2 separate regions of the Mus musculus genome follow, and region 1 is linked to region 2. Evidence: chromatin contacts called from public Hi-C data. All regions are on one chromosome and are shown on one strand. The core of a region is the stretch at or near the end of the contact, and the rest is flanking DNA. Distances in the headings are between cores, read along the strand shown.

The links. A called contact is a pair of places that touch in the nucleus more often than the background predicts.
Region 1: a Hi-C map of cerebral cortex shows a contact between it and region 2, with 2.6 times the contacts expected there. The contact joins the promoter of Hrk here to the enhancer-like site in region 2. A contact is called at or near these places in 1 of 39 promoter capture datasets (hippocampal neurons), 5 of 484 Hi-C or Micro-C datasets (the N1E-115 cell line, cerebellar granule neurons, cerebellum and 1 more), 5 of 115 datasets of contacts at active chromatin or transcription factors (VIP interneurons, astrocytes, embryonic stem cells and 2 more) and 2 of 9 other capture datasets (adipose tissue and pancreatic islet).

What each region holds. Positions count from the first base shown.
Region 1 is chr5:118,168,494-118,171,579 of GRCm38.p6, reverse strand. It overlaps Hrk (harakiri, BCL2 interacting protein (contains only BH3 domain)), which reads right to left and starts at 1,816. Exons shown (of 2, transcript NM_007545.2): 1 at 1,452-1,816. The coding sequence starts at 1,797. The coding sequence ends at 1,519.
Region 2 is chr5:118,087,975-118,090,923 of GRCm38.p6, reverse strand. All of the region lies in intron 7 of Fbxw8 (F-box and WD-40 domain protein 8), which reads left to right. Among named protein-coding and RNA genes, the nearest start is that of Gm30466, 19 kb to the right of the region's middle. Within about 2 kb of position 1,608, at least 85 of the 459 cell types and tissues checked have an H3K27ac peak or open chromatin away from gene starts, as enhancers often do. A contact at or near this core is called in the N1E-115 cell line, adipose tissue, cerebellar granule neurons and 3 more, where this site is marked.

The DNA.
Region 1 (3,086 bases), core at 567-3,066, 80 kb before region 2:
CTAGAAATCTAGAAAGGCGACCCCGACCGACACTTCTTGCTCCCCCAAACCGCCTAGCCCGGTACCTGGCACACAGCGGGTGCTCACAGGTCACCCTACCAAGGACCCACCTATAGCCTCCCGATATCAAACATTAGGCACCCAGCACCCAGGGACGGTCCGGAGCACACAGCAGGCGCCCACACCTCTCGCCGTCGCTGGGGAAGGTGATAGGAGGCCAAGCTGTAAACCGCGACACCTCGTGGTAAAAGGAGCAACAAAGTTACCCAGGAGATGGGACCTTGATGTGCGCCTGCCTTGGAGAGAGGACCACGACCTACCCCTGAGAAACTTCCACGGGAGCGGGGGTGGGAGGAGTTGGGGGGTCATAGAGAATGGGGATCACCACAAACTGCAGACCCTTGAGGAGACGGGAGTTGGCAGTGGAGATATGGAGACCTGGTCAAGTTGGAATACCAGGCGGTTTGAAAAGGGCCGGGGACTCGAGAACCTGTGGTGCATAATTAGGGGAGACTCTTAGCTCGGACTGGTGCAGTTCTACTGCGTGTGTTTACTGGGGCTGGCAGCGATTGTGGTGGCTTACGTCCTTCTAAAACCACTATGCTGCAGAGGAAGGAGGAGGAGAGAGAAGAGGGAGAAAGGAGAGAGGGGACAGTGAGGAGAGAGAGAAGGGGGGGAGAGAGAGAGAGGTGGAGAAGGAAGGGGGGACACGGGGTAGTGGGAGAGGAGAGAGAAAGCAGACTGGAGAAAGGGAAAACAGGAGAAAGTGGAAAGGCAGAGGAGAGCTACACAAGGGGAAGAATAACGTGAGCCAGGGGATTGGAGAAAGAAGAGAGTGAAAACACTGAAGAGAGATGAGAGTGAGGGAGAAGAGAGAGGAGTGGGGAGGGGGGGGAGAGTGAAGACAGAACAGAGACAGGGGAGCGGGAGGAGAGGGGGAGGAGGTAAGGAAAAAGAGGAGAGAGAGAGGGAAAGGAAAGGGAGAGGAAGGAGAAGGGGAGGAGGGAAGGAAAAAGAGGAGAGAGAGAGGGAAAGGAAAGGGAGAGGAAGGAGAGAGGGGGAGAGAGTGGAGATGGAGAGTGGAGGGAAAGAAGAGAGGAGAGAGATGAAGGAGGGAAGGAGAGAGGGAGAGAGAGGAAGGAGGGAGGAAGAGAGAGAGGGAGAGAAGAGAGAGGGGGAAGGAGAAGGGAGGAAGAGAAGAGAGAAAGGAGAGAGGAACAGAGGGAGGAGGAGAGAGAATGAGGGAAGAGAGGGAGGGAGAGGGAGAGAGAGAGAGAGAGAGAGAGAGAGAGAGAGAGAGAGTAGGGGGGATGAGGCGGAGCAGATACTCGGGGTCTGGATAAAGAGGGACAGAGGGCAAGCGAAGAGTAGGAGACCGGGTCCGCTGTTCCTCGCCGAGGAGCCCTGGCTCCCGCTGTCGCTGTCGCTCTCCCGCCCGCTTGCCCGCGTACCTGTTGCTCGGTCCGGGCTGGGTCTCGGCTCCGGTCCCCCCCACCAAGAAGGCCCCGCGCGCGCCGCCTACGCGCTCCGCCTGCCGAGCAGCCAGGCCGCCAGCGCCGCCACCTGCGCGGCCGCGCACAGCCAGGGCCAGCGGGCGCGGAGCGCGGGCAGCAGCGCGGGCAGCGGGTCCCGGGGCCGCGCGCGACGCCGCATGGCGCGTCGGTGCAGCTCGTCGCCCAGCGCCTGCAGCCGCAGCGCGGTCACCTGCGCCGCCGCCCAGCGCAGCCCGGGGCGAGCGTCGCCGCAACCGCACACGGCCGGGGGCCCGCGGCCGCGATGCCGGGGACACGGGCACATGGCGTGCGGAGGAGCCTCCCTGGACCCCAAGTTTCGCCCTTCACCGCGCGTTTGTTGTGCTGACGGCGCTATTATTAATTAAAGTGTCACATGGTGGAGGGGGCGGGGAGGGCGCGGGGAGGGGGTTACATCATCCGGCCCGGGGGGTGGGGAGTGTGTGCAGGAGAAAAAGCCGAGAGGTAACTTTTAACCCTCGAGACGCCGGCAGGGCGGGGACAGGCAGGGATGCGGGGCTTCGGGAATGCTGGCCCGGGGTCCGCTGTTTCGCTTCCCGGGCTGCGGGAGGCTCCAGCTCGGAGATAGCCTGGAAAGCCAGCTCGGTGCGCACTGTGAATTGAGCTCCGGGAGAATTCGGCCGTAATGCGAAAAGATCCCCGGGCTGTTGTGTGGCCTGGGTGGTGGGAGGCAGGGTTCAAGCCGACTTGCCCTGTTTCGGGACAGCCTCCGCACCTGTCAGCCTCCGGGTGGGTGCACACATTCCTGACACGCGTTCGCACCCCCTTCTGGTGACCTGACTTAAGCGCACCCCGGGGTGGGAGCCTGAACCCTGAAATGAAGGCGGGGGACCCGGGATGGGTTGGACTCCAACTTGGGCGAGTCGCCTTTGCACTCAAGACATCTCCCCACCCCCCACCCCCCACCCAAGAACGTGGTTCTAGAGAGAAGTTCTTGCAGCCTGCTTACTTTGTAGGCTTTATCTTTTCAAACGGGGTCAGAGTTTGCTGGCGACCCTGTAAGGCTTTGCCTTGGTGCCCAGTGAGGTTACCTAACCCAAAGGAAGACCAATCCAGTTTTGCTCCAGCTCCAGCCTGGGAAGTCCTCTGGGGAGGGTGCCGACCAGTGAGGAGGCTCCTGGGACTCCTTAGGGTGCTAGAGAGACCCGCCCACCATGTCCAAGCCACTGGATTTTGGACAGCTTTGGGATTGGGGCCTGAAGGAGCAGGGAAGTGGTCCATATACAACCTGGTCCATATAGTGGTTTCAGGCCAGCCACAGTTACAGAGAGAATCCTTTATTTAAAAACCCCAAAGAGTCAGGGATGCCTCTGTGGGTAAAGGTGCTTGCAACCGAACCTGATGACTTAATTTCAGTCCTGTGAATCCGTGTGTTCCAAAGACAGAAATCTGATACCCACAGATTGTCCTCTGACCTCCATATGTACTACCCTATGTGTATGCACATAAGATAGATAGATAGATAGATAGATAGATAGATAGATAGATAGATAGATAGATAGATAGATAGGAGATAGACAGACGTATTCAAACAGAAAACAAGTCGAGCAGTGG
Region 2 (2,949 bases), core at 359-2,858:
CCCTGGAGTACTTTTGTTCGGACTCCTGATTGAGAATTTCAGATATGGGAAGTGTAGGGCAGGAGCTTCCTCCCCAAGCCTGTCAGCTACTGCCTGTCATTTGGTTTTGGAGCCAAGTTGGTGTTGTCCATTTCTTGTGCATCCTTGTGAAATGGGCCCTCTTTCTGTAAAGTGTGGGTGGAGCTGGGTGTGGTAGCTCTCACCTTTCATCCCAGCACCCTGGAGCAGAGGCAAGCAGATATTTGTCTTGAAGGTTAGCCTGATCTACATAAGGAGTCCAGGCCAGTTAGGGCTCTCATGAGTGACCCGCCTCAGGAAGATGATCATGGGTAAGTGCTAGAGCACTCTGCATCACTGCTCCTTGTCTCTGCCTGTTGGGGTGACTTTGTAACACATCACAGAGCCCCCTGCTCCTGTTTGGTTGGGTTTTAGAGCTTTCTGGCATCGATCAGGCCGTATGTGTGGCCTCACCATTCCACCCACTCTGCAAGAGTGTGGCTTGCACCAGTGCTTACAGGGTAAGCTTCTCTCTGAGGACTCACTGGGTCAAACCTGCTGCCCTGAGGATATTCTTGAGGGGTAACAGCGCCCACCCCACAGACTTCCTGGGTGCCTCTTCTCTAGGCTTTGCGGCTGGGAAGGAGGGTGGGGCTTTGCCTGACTTTGTTGTTCAGTTTATACTTTGTATCTCTCTGCTTGGAAGGCTTCCCCACATGGAGTGGCAGTGCCAGCAGCACTTAGGCCAGTGTCATGGTGCAGAGTGGTGAGTGCACTGCTGCGCACCTCTCCGCTGCTTGCTGGATACTCCTGGGGCCCATGGTTCTGGGGAACACTTGTCTGACCTCTCTTAGGCAATGAGGAATGGACCATGACTTCTGGGTTTGGTGAGCGGGGCTGAGCAGCTGAGGCTTATATGTTGTCTCTAAGGGCCATGCTCATTGCATCGGGCAGGGATGATGGTGCAGGAATCATTCCCAGTGTCCCAGCAAGAAGGGCTGCTCGGAGGTCTTTAACTTAGAGCAGAAAAGAATTCTGAGTCTCTGATGTCCGTTCTTAGTTCTCAGACTTGAGTATAAATGTCACTGAATGGCAGCTGACAGTAGAAGAGGCAGAAGTGTCTTAACCACGTCGTTTCACACTGCCATGCATCCACACAGCCCTCAACATGGCCCTGATAGTCCAGCAGCCTCCTAAAACTTGGTTTTGTCACGTAGTTTGGAATTCATCAGCAGTGCTTTTGTTTCCGTAACGATTTATAACAGCACACTACCTTTATTAATCTCTTTGCTGCCTGAATGTGCTCTCAGGGTGGATGGCTAGAGGCAGAGCTGCCGCGGGCGAACACCATGCTGTCGATGAGCTCGTGTCTCATAAAGGGATCCGGAGCCCCACTTAGTGCTCTCAGCATCGCTCTGTGGAGCTGGACATATTTCCCAATTTAGTTCTGAAGCTCTTGGCATTTGATGGCAGATTGTATTAAGCAGCACGCGGAGTGCATCCTAATCAGGGCAAAGGGTGAAGTCATCGCAGGCTGGAGTGAGCTGGGCAGGGAGGGAGGCTGGCTTAGGCTGCAGCAGCTTACATCACACTAGAAAGTAATTGCCCGACTCTCTGAGCTAATGACTGCCCATGTGCAGCCAGGAAGAGACTTGGGATTGGTTGCCTGCACTGGCCACAAGGGGAGCGTCTGTCTGGAGCCTTGGGTCAGAGTGTGCTGCAGATGGGTTGCCTTCTGCCCTGTCTGCCCAATCAGAGCGCCATCTTTTCTTCTGTTGAGGTTTCTGTGTGTGAGAGTCGAGACTTAATACTTCACATGCAAGACAAACAAGCAAAAATTGAAAGTTTGTAAAATATTTTCGCACGCTCTCCAGAACTCTGTGTCTCAGTTCCTTCTTTGTCCGGGCATTGACGGCTGACTCCTGAAGCCTGGTTTTCTGGAAGGAAGAGGGCCCAGCGTTGTTAGATTCCGTCACATCAGTGAGCAGGATCCCGTGGGTCGGGCATGCTTCCCTCTCCTGTTCAGCCTCTGCTCTGTCAGAGTAACCAGGGTGCAGAGGTTCTCTCTTGGGAGGCTGGGGGGAACTCCAGAGTGCTGAAAATCTCAAAGATAACTGAAAAATGAGAAATGAAGATTCGAGATTGTTTTGTGCAGGTGTTGCTCTTTTTTTTTTTTTTTTTAAAGATTTATTTATTATTACATGTAAGTACACTGTAGCTGTCTTCAGACACACCAGAAGAGGGAGTCAGATCTTGTTACGGGTGGTTGTGAGCCACCATGTGGTTGCTGGGATTTGAACTCTGGACCTTCAGAAGAGCAGTCGGGTGCTCTTACCCACTGAGCCATCTCACCAGCCCCGCAGGTGTTGCTCTTAATGCCAATCCCTGATCTTGTTGATATTACTGATAAGGAAGGACTGAATGGCACACTCTTAGCCTTTAGTGGGAACCTTGACACATCCCCACAGAGCCCCAGGGTCACTTGGGACATTCGGTGCCCCTCAGCTCAGCAGCTTCTGAAGATTCAGAACTGAGATCTCTAAGGCCACGCAGCGTGAAGGGTTCTGTGGAGGCTGCTGTTGTTACTTGCTGGGGAGGTAACTGACTGGGACTTAGGATCTGCGGTTCCTGGAAGGGTGAAGTGACTAGGTAGAAGGTTTGATCAGTGGGCTGAACAGGACTCTCAGAGTCATAAACTTCATAATGTTACTTTCCTTGCTATTCCAGTCCAGAAATTGTGGTGATGCTTGGTACGGTTGGTGCTCCTGTGCCCACTAGTATTGGGGAGGAGTTGGAGTTGTGCAGACAGAGACAACAGGCCGATGGAGAGAGGTGGCTCAGGCCAGCTGGAGCCCTAGGGATCCCTGGGAGGTGTGGGAGCCCGGGTTAGTTTCTTTTTCTGAGACTGGTTTTGAAAGAGGCCTATGAGTGAAAAGGGCCATTCAGAGCTGA